4 separate regions of the Sus scrofa genome follow, and regions 1, 3 and 4 are each linked to region 2. Evidence: chromatin contacts called from public HiChIP or PLAC-seq and promoter capture Hi-C data. All regions are on one chromosome and are shown on one strand. Each heading gives the region's core, a stretch centred on a gene start, on an enhancer-like site or on the middle of the called end of the contact. The rest is flanking DNA. Distances are from core to core; before and after follow the strand shown.

Region 1 (2,769 bases), core at 52-2,551, 490 kb after region 2:
CTGATTCATGCCCTGGCCTGGGAAACTCTATGTGCTTCAGGTGTGGCCAGAAAAAGAAAAAAATGTATAACTTTAAACTGTTGCCAAAATTCAGCCTCTGTCTACTGGTGCCTAATTGAATTGCAGAGACAGAGTCTGGGGTAAAGGAGAAAAAGATGGCTTTTATTGCTTTGCCAGGCAAAGGAGGGTCACAGGCTAATGCCCTACAGACTGTTCCCTCCATTGGAAAGAATTGTGAGGAGTTCTGTCGTAAAAAGGAAAAAAATAGGTTTTCAGGGAAGAAACAGGATCAGGACAAACATGCATCCTTCTTTCTTTGAGGGAATCTTAGTCATCAAAGCTGGAGTCAGGAGATCTCAGCAGGATCACGATGGTGGTCTTCTGGGTTATTGCCTGGAGTAACAGTACTTGGAAAAGGGCATATTGATCAGCGATTAGAACGAACTAGGCAATTCCTAAAAAACATCTTGTGCTAATAATCTTTTACCCACAGGCAATTGTGCTTAGGGTGCCTATTTTTAGCTTAAGAGTGATTGTTTTTAAGATGCAGTTAAGTCAGGGAGAAGGAGAAGGAAGGACTCTAAGCTGTTCAACTTTAAAGTATTTATTTCTGAAAGAAGCATAAGGAATCTAACTTTTTTGGGGGTGTACAAGATGCCTCTATTACTATGTGATCCAGGATCCTGTACTATTGTTGCTTGGCTCTTCCTCCCTTGTCACTGCATCTCCTCCCTTCCCTGACTGGCAACTGTCTGAACCTGTCCCTTGGTCACGGAGGCTAAATGAGGCCCATTTCCTAAGAACAAGAAATGGGGGACACAGAGGGCTTTTGTGCCCCTGAGCCTCACAGGGCCCTGATCCTTAACAAAGCTGTAATTATCTGTAGAATGGCAGGTGACAAATCAAAAATATTTAAAGCCCTCTCATTTGGCTCTGATGATCACCACCTGCTCTCATGTTCTCCTGCGAGTCATTTGTGGGTGAAACATCAGGTGACTAAGAAGTAAGGGTGGTGAAAGAGACAGTCTGCAGTCCACGGAAAAAATGCCGCTTTCTTCTCAAATGCTTATGTACTTTTTATTTCTCCAGGACCAGCAAGGTGTAGGGCCCAAAGCACAACGGCTGGGATGGACACACCGAGGGTGAAGCGTCCTGAAAAGAAAAGACGGTGACCGGCCAACCGATCCCAAGGTCAAGCCCTAGGAACAATTTTGGACTGGGAAAGGGACCAAATACGAAGCCTCCCAGCCTGCTGGGGTCGGCCGACTGGCGGAGGCGGCGCTGGAAAACGCGCCACTGCGCAGACTCCGCGGCCTGACGCAGCCGCTTAGCGGGAGGGGCCCGCAAGGGAAGTAGGGGGTGTGCGGCGTTGCTAAAAGCTGAGGGTTGTCTGCTCCTCTCCGCTTTCTGAGGGAGATGCGGGGCGCCAGGCCGCTGCAGGGCGTTCGGGTCGTGGAGCTGGCCGGCCTGGCCCCGGCCCCGTTCTGCGGTATGGTCCTGGCGGACTTCGGGGCGCAGGTGGTGCGTGTAGACCGACCCGGCTCCCCTGGCGACCCGAGCCCCTTGGCCCGGGGCAAGCGCTCGCTGGTGGTGAACCTGAAGCTGCCACAGGGACCGGCGGTGATGCGGCGTCTGTGCGCACTGGCGGACGTGGTGCTGGAGCCCTTCCGCCCTGGTGAGCGCCCGGCCTCGACAGAGATTAGTCCCGAAAGAGGGAGGGCGCCAGACCGTTTGGGGCTGGGCCCAGCACACCTTTGCCCTTTTGCCACAGACGTCCCTGTCTTTCCAGACTTTTCTGCTGCATTTGATATTGTCGTTGCCCCCCTGAGACAGTCTTCCATAGTTGGAACCCGAGATACTACTGTTGCTCTTGTACTTGTACCTCTTTTTCTGACTTCTTCCCAAGTTCCTCTTTTTGCTAATCGCCCTTTTATATTTGCCTTTTAAAATTATTTTAGGGTCACGAACCTTATGAGAATTGATCTCCCCGAAAACTCCATATAGGTACATCGTCATAAGGGCGTCTGCAGACCCAGGCTAACACTCTGCCTTAAATGCTAGTGTTCCCGACTTCCAGCTTCAGTTCAATTTCTTGGGCACTCTGCTTCTTGGAGCCACCTTATCCATTCCCATTATTTTTACCTTTTACAGGCAGTCGATGGCCAAATCTGTAATTGTACCTGCTTGTTTTAGAGCCACAGACTGCACGAATACACAGGTCCTGTGTATCTCTATATGCCAGTCCTGGGGCATTTAGGCTTCCACATATTCCAAACTGAGCCCATCATCTTTCCTCCTAAAATAGCATTTCTTCCTTCTGTATTATTTATTTTCAGTGGGGTCTATATCCACCCACTCTGCCTGACTCAGAAACTTGTATTTCATCTAGAACACCAATCTTCCTCCTCTGTACCACCTCTTGCCCCCCAGCTTTCAGTTGTCACCAACCCCGACATTCTTCATCCTTTCTATGACTCAGGATTCTTTCTCCCCACATGTACTGCAGCTTTCTTGACACAGTTATAATGGTCTTTTTAATGCTGATGTTTGGGCCTAGCACCACTCTGATCTATCCTCCGATAACAACTGCCACCATAATTTTGCTCAAGGAGCCATCCAAAGCTTCAGCTCTTATGTAGCAGAAAGGCAGTAAATGTTTGATGAATGTCTCTGGGACACCAGACATATTTAAATGTGTTAACTCATTTACCCTCAGAGCCAGCTTTGAGGACTATAATTTAGTAGTAGGATTATATCATAATTTAATAA
Region 2 (2,700 bases), core at 184-2,683:
TCAGTTTCTCCCTCTCTCTTCCCCTTTCCGCCTCTCCCTTGCATTGCTCCTTCCCCTTTCTGAAAATCAGAATTTTGCTCTTACCTTAGGATCTAGCTCAAAGGCTAAATCAAATCCTTCATAATCCCTAACCTGTTTATTCTAGAGCAATATTTATCTTCTTCATTTAAATAGAATTTTCATTTATAACTCAACTCATAGATCCTTATCGTATTTTTTCTAGCTCCTAAAAGAGAACGCTTAACATTTACTGAAAATCTAACAGAAGTCTGCTTATTTTTCATAAAAAGCAAATCATATTTTCTTCCTTTCAATTTGCAGGTGAGAAAAGAGCTCAAAACGTCCCTGTTAAGAGCAGGGCTACAATTCAAGCTCATCTTTCATTCCTCAAAGCTCACTCCTTTCCCAATGCTTGCCACCCCACCAAACCATTAAGGGTCATTTATTACTCGCTAGCGTGTCAAACAGAGATCTGGCAAAGCTGAAGGTCGACAGAGAAGTTTATGAAACAAATGTTAACTCTAGTCTCCACAATATTTGACCTGGCTTAAGGAGCTCTCAGTCGAATTAAAGTTAGCAGCAACTTGTGCTCACCTTGTTTTGAGCAAAAAACATATAAGTTCCTAGTTTCCTTCTAAACTGAAGTGGTCACATTCTAGTTTTGCAATCCCAAGGCAGGGGAAACCTAACTTCTCACCGTGCCCGGCACGTTAAAACTTCATGAATACAAGAAAAGCTCACGTTATCTTGTCTAGCTTTCATTACCCCGAGATCAAGCAAGTCAAATTCACAATCCCAAGAAAAGGAACTTTTTAAAGGGCCACATAACAAGCTTTAGGATTCCTAACTAACCATACCTAACTATGTCGGTATATGGAAGTATTACTCTAAGGGATACACTCAATAGCGAGGAATAACTTTAATTGGTAAAACTATTACTCTCCAACAACAACAACAATAGGGGAGTAAATGGAAGACTAAACGCTGGAATTAAGACCCTCAAAGTCGCTTCTCTGTGACCCTCTAAAAGCTCTGAAGCCCACCCAGGTGCTCAGCCCGCGCCTCCAGGAGGGCAGCCATGTGTCCAAGCTTTAGCTATAAACCTGGTAGCCAGTCCAGCTGGAAGGGCTGAAAACGACCTCCAGGAACACCTCAGAAACTCCGAAACCCGCAGAGCCATAATCAAATAGGTAGCCTCAGAGAAGGCGTGCGGAGCCGCGGCCGCAGAGCCCACTCTACCTTGCAAACCGGGCCCGGAATACGATTTCTATCTTCCTCCTCCGCTTCCTCTGCCACCTCGCTTGACTTAGCAGGCGGCTTGGCGTCTTTTTCGCTTCTTTTCAGCTTTTTCGCCGGACCAGCCGGGCCTCCACGCCGTTTCCTCTTGGTTGCCGCCATCTTGCTTCCCGCCATCTTGCTCCCCAGCTTCTCTCTGGGCCTTCCTTCCGGCTGCGCCGCTCGCTCCGCTTTCCCATCTCTATGGTCCCGGGGCTGGGCTCGGCAGTCCTCCAGCTCTAGGTGCCTCTTTCCGGTCTCTGTGGTACCGGATGCCAGACTCTCTAGGCTTTGTCTATCTCTGTGGTGACGGTGCTGACGGGGCTGGCGGGTCTGAAAAAGTGGCGGGAGCCGCTCCACTTCCTCCCCGGCTGCCAGGGAGCTGCGTCCCGACCCCAAAGGTGGGTTTGGGCGCTTGGCATATCGAGACTAGTAAACGGGTGCAGTCCCGCGGCGGGTTGGTGCGCCGCGTTGTCTGGGGCTTTTGGAGGATCCGAGGACCACCCCCACCCCTTGTCTGTTAGGGACGAGGTTGGCTGCGTGGACAGCTCAAAACCGACTCTTTGGTGATACGCAGCCTCATCTTGGCGTGGCGAAGCTGGCCCGAGTAGAATGATGTTGTTGTTGTTGGGTGTTTTCATCGTTCAGTTTTTCATGGTTACTGTCGTCTTACTGAAGACGAGGAAACCGTAGCTTAAAGAGATAATTTCCCCCAAAGTTAGACAGTTAAGTGGCAGAAGTGGGGTTCAATCCCTGGTCGGTCGAGTTCACCGTCCAGGCCTCTTCCACTTGGCTCAGCGCAGGTTGAGATCGCGGGCTTAGCCAGCATTGACGGGAGTTTGTCTGATCTCATCAGGTGTTCCGCGACCAGCGGGAGCAGGTGTTGGCATCAGGAGCCGCTCTCCGGGCGGAATGCGCAGTGAACCATGCCCCTCCTAACACAACAGATCCCAGATGAGAGTGATTACAGTTTAGTGGCCAGCCTCGACAACGTGAGGAATCTCTCCACTATCTTGAAGGCTATTCATTTCCGAGAACATGCCACCTGTTTCGCTACTAAAAATGGAATCAAGGTCACAGTGGAAAATGCAAAGTGTGTGCAAGCAAATGCTTTTATTCAGGTATGAAAGTAGTCACCTTTAAGCCTGGGACTTAGTGATATTCTTCACCCCAGACAATGAAGGTCTTAATTGATATCATTTAAGTTAAAGAGCAAAATATCATTACTTGAATTCTTTTTCTCTCCTGGTAACAAATTCTTCTGCAATCTTGTTTAACAGAGATAATGGTTAATAATAATAATAATGTCTAGAATATATTAAGCTAAACTATAGGCCGGGCACTCTTCTGAGCGTTTTATATGTTTAACTCATTTAATCCTCAGAGAATAGTCTTTGATGTAGGTTCTGTTATTATTCTCATTTT
Region 3 (2,700 bases), core at 144-2,643, 390 kb after region 2:
TGCCTTTTTCTTCTTTTCAGAGAAAAGGAATGAAGAGCCATTTAGAAACCAAAGAAGAAGATCTGGGAGGGGCTGAGGTGGTGTCAGAGGCTCTGGGCCATTTCGTGGGAGCTTCGGGGTGTGATGGGCCCCCTCTCCCCGGCACACACAGAATCCAGAGAAGGGCAAACCCTGCTCTCGGGGCTGGGCTTTATGGCTGTAAGGCTGCCTCTCTGATCCATGGCCCACCAGGAAGACCCAAAGGGACTGAAAACAGAGTCAGTGACTAAAACATGAACCTGAACTCTCCTATGGGGAAATGTGGTGGGGTCCTTGGAGCCCCTCCAAAAAGCCCTGTGTAGACTCCAAGGGAGCCAGCCCACCCTGGCCGGCTTCTCCTCTTTTGTTTCTGGCTCCATTCACTTGCCTCTTCTTTTCCCCACGCAGCACAGACGCCGAAGAGATCATTGTCAAATTACCCTGGTTGTTTACAGCAGGGACAGGGAAACTGGGCTTTTAAGCCTGGGCTTCGGTGCTAGCCCTGCTCTGGCTAGGTCATGATGGTCAGGGGAACTCTCTTTTTCTTTTTCTTTTCTTTCTTTCTTTCTTTTTTTTTTTTTTTTTTTTGGCTTTTTTGTCTTTTTTGAGCTGCACCTGCGGCATGTGGAGGTTCCTAGTCTAGGGGTCGAATCGGAGCTTTAGCCACCGGCCTACACCACAGCCACAGCAACTCGGGATCCCAGGCGCATCTGCGACCTACACCACAGCTCATAGCAACACCGGATCCTTAACCCCACTGAGTGAGTCCAGGGATCGAATCCACAACCTCACGGTTCCTAGTCGGATTTGTCTCCACTGTGCCATGATGGGAACTCCTCTTTTTCTTTTTAGTAGAAAATAAACCGAGAGAAATACATCAAAATGGTAACAGGGATGTTTCCCCAACCAACCAGAACCAGTGCTGCGGCTGGACCGCCCTTTTGTTGTTGTTTTATTATTGCAAGATGTAGCTCCTGAGAGCATCAAGAAGCTTAAAAAACCAACCAACCAACCAACCCACACACAAGATTCATGACGCTGACGTCCTGGAGGGTGCAAGGCATTCTTAGGACCACACAGTGAGGTTGTGGGGGGAGAGAGAGAGAGAAAGAGGTTCTATGTCAATTTCTGAGGTTCTGCCTTTACTGGGGTCCAGGGTGGGGTGCCTCGGATTTCGCTCTTTCTTGGTGAATTTAAACCGCAAGAGTGGGGATTGGGACACTAGGAGGGAAAAGCAGGGCCACGCAGGCAGTCGTTATCTACATCACCAGGCTCCCTGCACGGGGAACTCCAAGGGTGGGGCGGCCTGGCCCTTTATCTAGTTGTGTTGCTGGCAGTGTGTCTGTTTGAGATGGATGGAGGCCTTGGCTAGCAAAAGCTTAACGTCAGGCACTTATTCTACAGTCACAGAAGCTTATTGTCAGTCACTGAACACCACGGGGGACTCTGAGGAGCAGACTCTAAAGATTTCCCAGTTTAGAAGGGGCCTTTGACAGACAGCAGGATGGAGACAGCAGTGGGCTTCAGAGCTCTGTTTCCCAGCCCTTCCCAAGGCTGCAGCTTGGCTCAACAGGAAGTGCTTGTTATCGAGTTTGAGGTGGTTCCACTGTAAAGGAAGCAGGAGGGGGACAAAGTGACGGAAACTCTCAGCCACGTGATGACTTAAAAGAATCAAAGGTCCTCAGACGTAAAAATGCGAAGAATGCATCAACGGTCAAAAGCGGAGGATAATCATGAAATAAGGTGCCCTTTAAAAAACTTCCTCCGAGAGATGGAATACATGCTCATTAGAAAAGTGAAAAAACACACAGAAAAGCCTAAAGAAGAAAACATCATCAAAACATCATCCCCCAGAGATAAGACACAGTTACTATTTTGATGTATTTCTTTCAGTTTATGTTCTATGAAAAAGAAAAAGAGGGAGTTCCCTCCTGGCTCAGGGGGTTGGGATTCTGGTGTTGTTACTGCTGGTGGCTGGGTGGCTGCTGTGTTGTGGGTTTGATCCCTGGCCCGGGAATTTCCACATGCCACAGGTGCAACCAAAAAGCAAAAAGACTAACAAAAAAGAAAAAGGAAAAAAAGAAAAAATCAAAACATTGCTGAAAATACACTTGTTTCTGCTAAATTTATATGCAGTACATATCACGTGATACATATTTCCTACATTCTGAAAGTCTTTGTAAATAAATTTTTATTGGTGGCAAAAATATTTCATTGACTGAATATGTCAGAAGTTATTTAAGCATGCCCAACAATAAGGGCATTAAATGGTTTTTGAAGTTATAAATAACGAGAAAAAATCTAAGTATTTAAATCTGTGTTTATAGCTCTAGTAATTTCTTTCTTTCTTTCTTTCTTTCTTTCTTTCTTCCTTGTCTTTCTCTTTCTTTCTGTCTTTCTGTCTTTCTTTCTTCCTTCTCTTTCTCTTTCTTTCTGTCTTTCTTTCTGTCTTTCTTTCTGTCTTTCTCTCTCTCTCCCTCCCTCCTCCCTTCCTTCCTTTCTTGCTGCACCTGCAGCATATGGAAGTCCCCAGGCTAGGGGTTGAATTGGATCTGCAGCTGCTGGCCTATGCCACAGACACAGCCACAGCAACGCTGGATCAGAATCATGTCTGTGATCTTCACTGCAGCTCATGGCAACACTGAATCCTTAACCCACTGAGCGAGGCCAGGGATCGAACCC
Region 4 (2,738 bases), core at 105-2,604, 360 kb after region 2:
TCCAGAAAATAGCTTCACAGAACTGACTGGTTACAAAAGGTGAGCCCAGGTGGTCAAAGACTAGATGCAACCAGCATCAACATGCAGAGTTACATTGCTGGTCTAATAAACATGGAAATTTTGGAACTGTCTGCGAGCACTGAGGATGGGGGGCTGAGAGGACTTTGGCAGAGACGAAGGGAAGATGGAAGGCCTTGAACACACACGGCAAAGTATGAGTCCTGGCTTTGAGGAGATCACGGCCAGGGAGACAGAGAAAATTCCAGATGCGTATTTTTCAACAATAAGGTGGATGATCCCTTTGACTCTGCCATCATTACGCTCTATCGTTTCTGGAGGTTCAGTTAAAATCTGGTTTTGCCTAATGGAATAGAACCTGAAGAAGCAGATAGGAACTGTGAAATTCCTTAAGGGGACCAGTGGCCAGGAGAGGCCATATAAGTACAGTGAGTGTGAGTTGGGAGTGAAGCTGAGAAGCCAGAGAGGGGAAAGGAGCCGAGGGGGAGCTGGTTGCAGGATGAATGGGCTCAAGGTGCAGACTAGAGGCCTGTGACCCTTAAAAGTGTGATGGGTGATGGGGGAGGCTATGGAGGGTGTCCACAGTGTCATCTCATAATTAAGGAAACATGACCCCTCGGAGTATTAGAGGATGTTCCGAAACAACCCTTTGGTTGTCTGTTTTGGAAAATGTGATGATGGATTAGGGAACAAAGACATTAGAAATAGGAAACCAGTTAAGAGATGGTTGGAACACCAGGCAACAGGGAGGCAAACAGAATGGGGGCAGAGAGAATGCTTATTCTAGAGAGATGTGTTAGAGGTAGAATCAATAGGACTGCATGGTGAATCCCTGTAGGGGAAAAGAGGAGAGTCAGGGAGAAGTGGCATTTATAGAACTTGGGCAGTTGGGTGTATGGGGGCTTGCCATTCCCTGAATTAGGAAATAGGTGAAGAGTAGGTTTTCATGAAAAACGATGGCTGCATACTGGGATATGCTGGTTTCAGATGCCCACAAAACCTGAAGGAGACTGGCTATGAAGAGTTGAGAGTACAGGACGATATCCTGGGAGACAGATCAGGCTAGTGACAGCTCTGGGAATTGTTCTCTAAGAGGGGTCAGGATTTTTGTTTCTTGCCCTTTGATAAATAGTAGGAAAACAATCCTCTTTTCCTTTATGTACTCATTCATTCAAACTTATTTACTGAACGGGCAATCCATATGTGAGATTCTGGGGATAAATGATTAATAATGTCTTTTAGAAACTCCGAGGCTTAGCAGAGTCAGGCCATGAACTAAAAGCAGAGCCACAAGTGAGGAGACCCACTCAGAGCCCTCGAGTTGGTGCAAAGGTTATTTGAAACCAGAGACCTTTGAGATTCAACAGATACAGAAAGAAGCCTTCTCAGAGCTTCGCTTATCTGACCAAAGGCAGGAACTTCTGAGAAATGAGGGTTACCATAAATTCTTTTTTTGGGGACAGCTCTGCCCCCAGGAGAGACCAAGAGGGAACCGACCACAAATGCCTTCTCTGGGGGGATTTTTTGATGAAGTTAGAAAGGCCACTCATACCTGCACAGACAAACATTACCACAAACTTTATCTCTTGTTTGTTCCCCTAAAAGACCTGTTTGTCTTTTCTAAAGAAACCTATTTATTCTTCCCATAGCAGGTTTCCTCCCCTCCTTTTTCCTACTAATCTACTGATTCTAACAACCCTCTGAGTTACTCATCACCAAGCTGCCCTGTGTTCATGCATATTGCACGTGTTCATGCATATTGCACATGTAAATAAAAATTTCCCCCATTTATCTGTCTTTTGTTAGTTTAATTCACAGGTCCCAGTCACTAAACATAAGAGTGGCAAAGAAAAGTCCTTCCTCTACTTCACAAGGAGGAGAGAAAATCCCTTTCTGAATGGCTGACGCCATGAAAGTGGCGTGGTATGCAATGGGCAACATAGAAAGATGACCAGGTTTGGAAGACGATGGCAGAGGCTATGCATTCCATTTTGGACTTTTAATGGACAGAAGAGTTGTTAAGGAGTTAATTTGTCTTATGATTTCTAATCCAGTCCTCTCAGACATCATTCCTCTCCCACCACTAGGTTTCTCTCCCTTCCTCACCGTGGACTCTCATACTATTCCTGACAATACCTCCTCCAAGGGCAGACAGGAAGCAAAGATAAAGTGGCTGAGGTGGATCTGGCACTCTGACATGGCTAATGACCCCCTCTGGCTTCCCTTCCACTTTTCCTCTGGGTTTACAACCTTCCTACTTGGGGGGGTTTCCAGTCCTTGGGAGCCACTCACGTTCATCCAGGAGATGGGTACTGAATCGCATTCTTTTCCACTTGACCAGTTCCCAAACCCTCCTTGGGACAAGTTATATTTAGATTGATGTCCTTTCAGAACAAAGTCACCTGCATTAGCATTAGATCAGAACTCCCTCTGCCCAAAGCTCAAGAACTAGTTCTAGGACTTTGTCTCCAATTAATAATACTTTTCTCCTCATTTGCCTTCCCTGTTCTTTTGTTCACTATCAACCAGGTTTAAAGTCAGTAGCATGTTTCAGATTGTTTTCCCTTGCTCTGCTCTCTAATTATCTCACATGCAAAATATTTGCCTCTCTTTCCCTTCAAGAAAAGAAATCATCTCCTATAGTCTACTGTAATTCCTACAACTCAATGAATAATTCTTGTCTGAATTGAATTCGATAGGGTTATGTGGATTTTTACATG

Evidence for each region. Promoter capture Hi-C pulls out the DNA fragments that hold promoters and counts their contacts. HiChIP or PLAC-seq counts read pairs in DNA pulled down with a chosen protein or histone mark.
Region 1: an H3K27ac HiChIP or PLAC-seq map of alveolar macrophages shows a contact between it and region 2. The contact joins the promoter of AMACR here to the promoter of BRIX1 in region 2. A contact is called at or near these places in 1 of 5 promoter capture datasets (liver) and 1 of 2 datasets of contacts at active chromatin or transcription factors (alveolar macrophages).
Region 3: a contact with region 2 is called in a promoter capture Hi-C map of liver, with 5 times the contacts expected there. The contact joins the enhancer-like site here to the promoter of BRIX1 in region 2. A contact is called at or near these places in 3 of 5 promoter capture datasets (fetal liver, fetal skeletal muscle and liver), 10 of 47 Hi-C or Micro-C datasets (blood, embryonic fibroblasts, fibroblasts and 5 more) and 1 of 2 datasets of contacts at active chromatin or transcription factors (alveolar macrophages).
Region 4: a contact with region 2 is called in a promoter capture Hi-C map of fetal liver, with 3 times the contacts expected there. The contact joins the enhancer-like site here to the promoter of BRIX1 in region 2. A contact is called at or near these places in 4 of 5 promoter capture datasets (fetal liver, fetal skeletal muscle and liver), 5 of 47 Hi-C or Micro-C datasets (brain, embryonic fibroblasts, fetal liver and 2 more) and 2 of 2 datasets of contacts at active chromatin or transcription factors (alveolar macrophages and skeletal muscle).

What each region holds. Positions count from the first base shown.
Region 1 is chr16:20,021,871-20,024,639 of Sscrofa11.1, reverse strand. It overlaps AMACR (alpha-methylacyl-CoA racemase), which reads left to right and starts at 1,301. Exons shown (of 5, transcript XM_003133873.4): 1 at 1,301-1,675. The coding sequence starts at 1,417.
Region 2 is chr16:20,511,014-20,513,713 of Sscrofa11.1, reverse strand. It overlaps BRIX1 (BRX1, biogenesis of ribosomes), which reads right to left and starts at 1,433. Exons shown (of 10, transcript NM_001244824.1): 1 at 1,240-1,433. The coding sequence starts at 1,413. It overlaps RAD1 (cell cycle checkpoint protein RAD1), which reads left to right and starts at 1,542. Exons shown (of 8, transcript XR_308376.3): 1 at 1,542-1,676; 2 at 2,132-2,396.
Region 3 is chr16:20,118,889-20,121,588 of Sscrofa11.1, reverse strand. All of the region lies in intron 3 of LOC110257267 (a long non-coding RNA gene), which reads left to right. Among named protein-coding and RNA genes, the nearest start is that of C1QTNF3, 61 kb to the right of the region's middle. Within about 2 kb of position 1,393, at least 6 of the 83 cell types and tissues checked have an H3K27ac peak or open chromatin away from gene starts, as enhancers often do. A contact at or near this core is called in fetal liver and liver, where this site is marked.
Region 4 is chr16:20,153,742-20,156,479 of Sscrofa11.1, reverse strand. No RefSeq gene overlaps it. Among named protein-coding and RNA genes, the nearest start is that of C1QTNF3, 95 kb to the right of the region's middle. Within about 2 kb of position 1,354, at least 4 of the 83 cell types and tissues checked have an H3K27ac peak or open chromatin away from gene starts, as enhancers often do. A contact at or near this core is called in fetal liver, where this site is marked.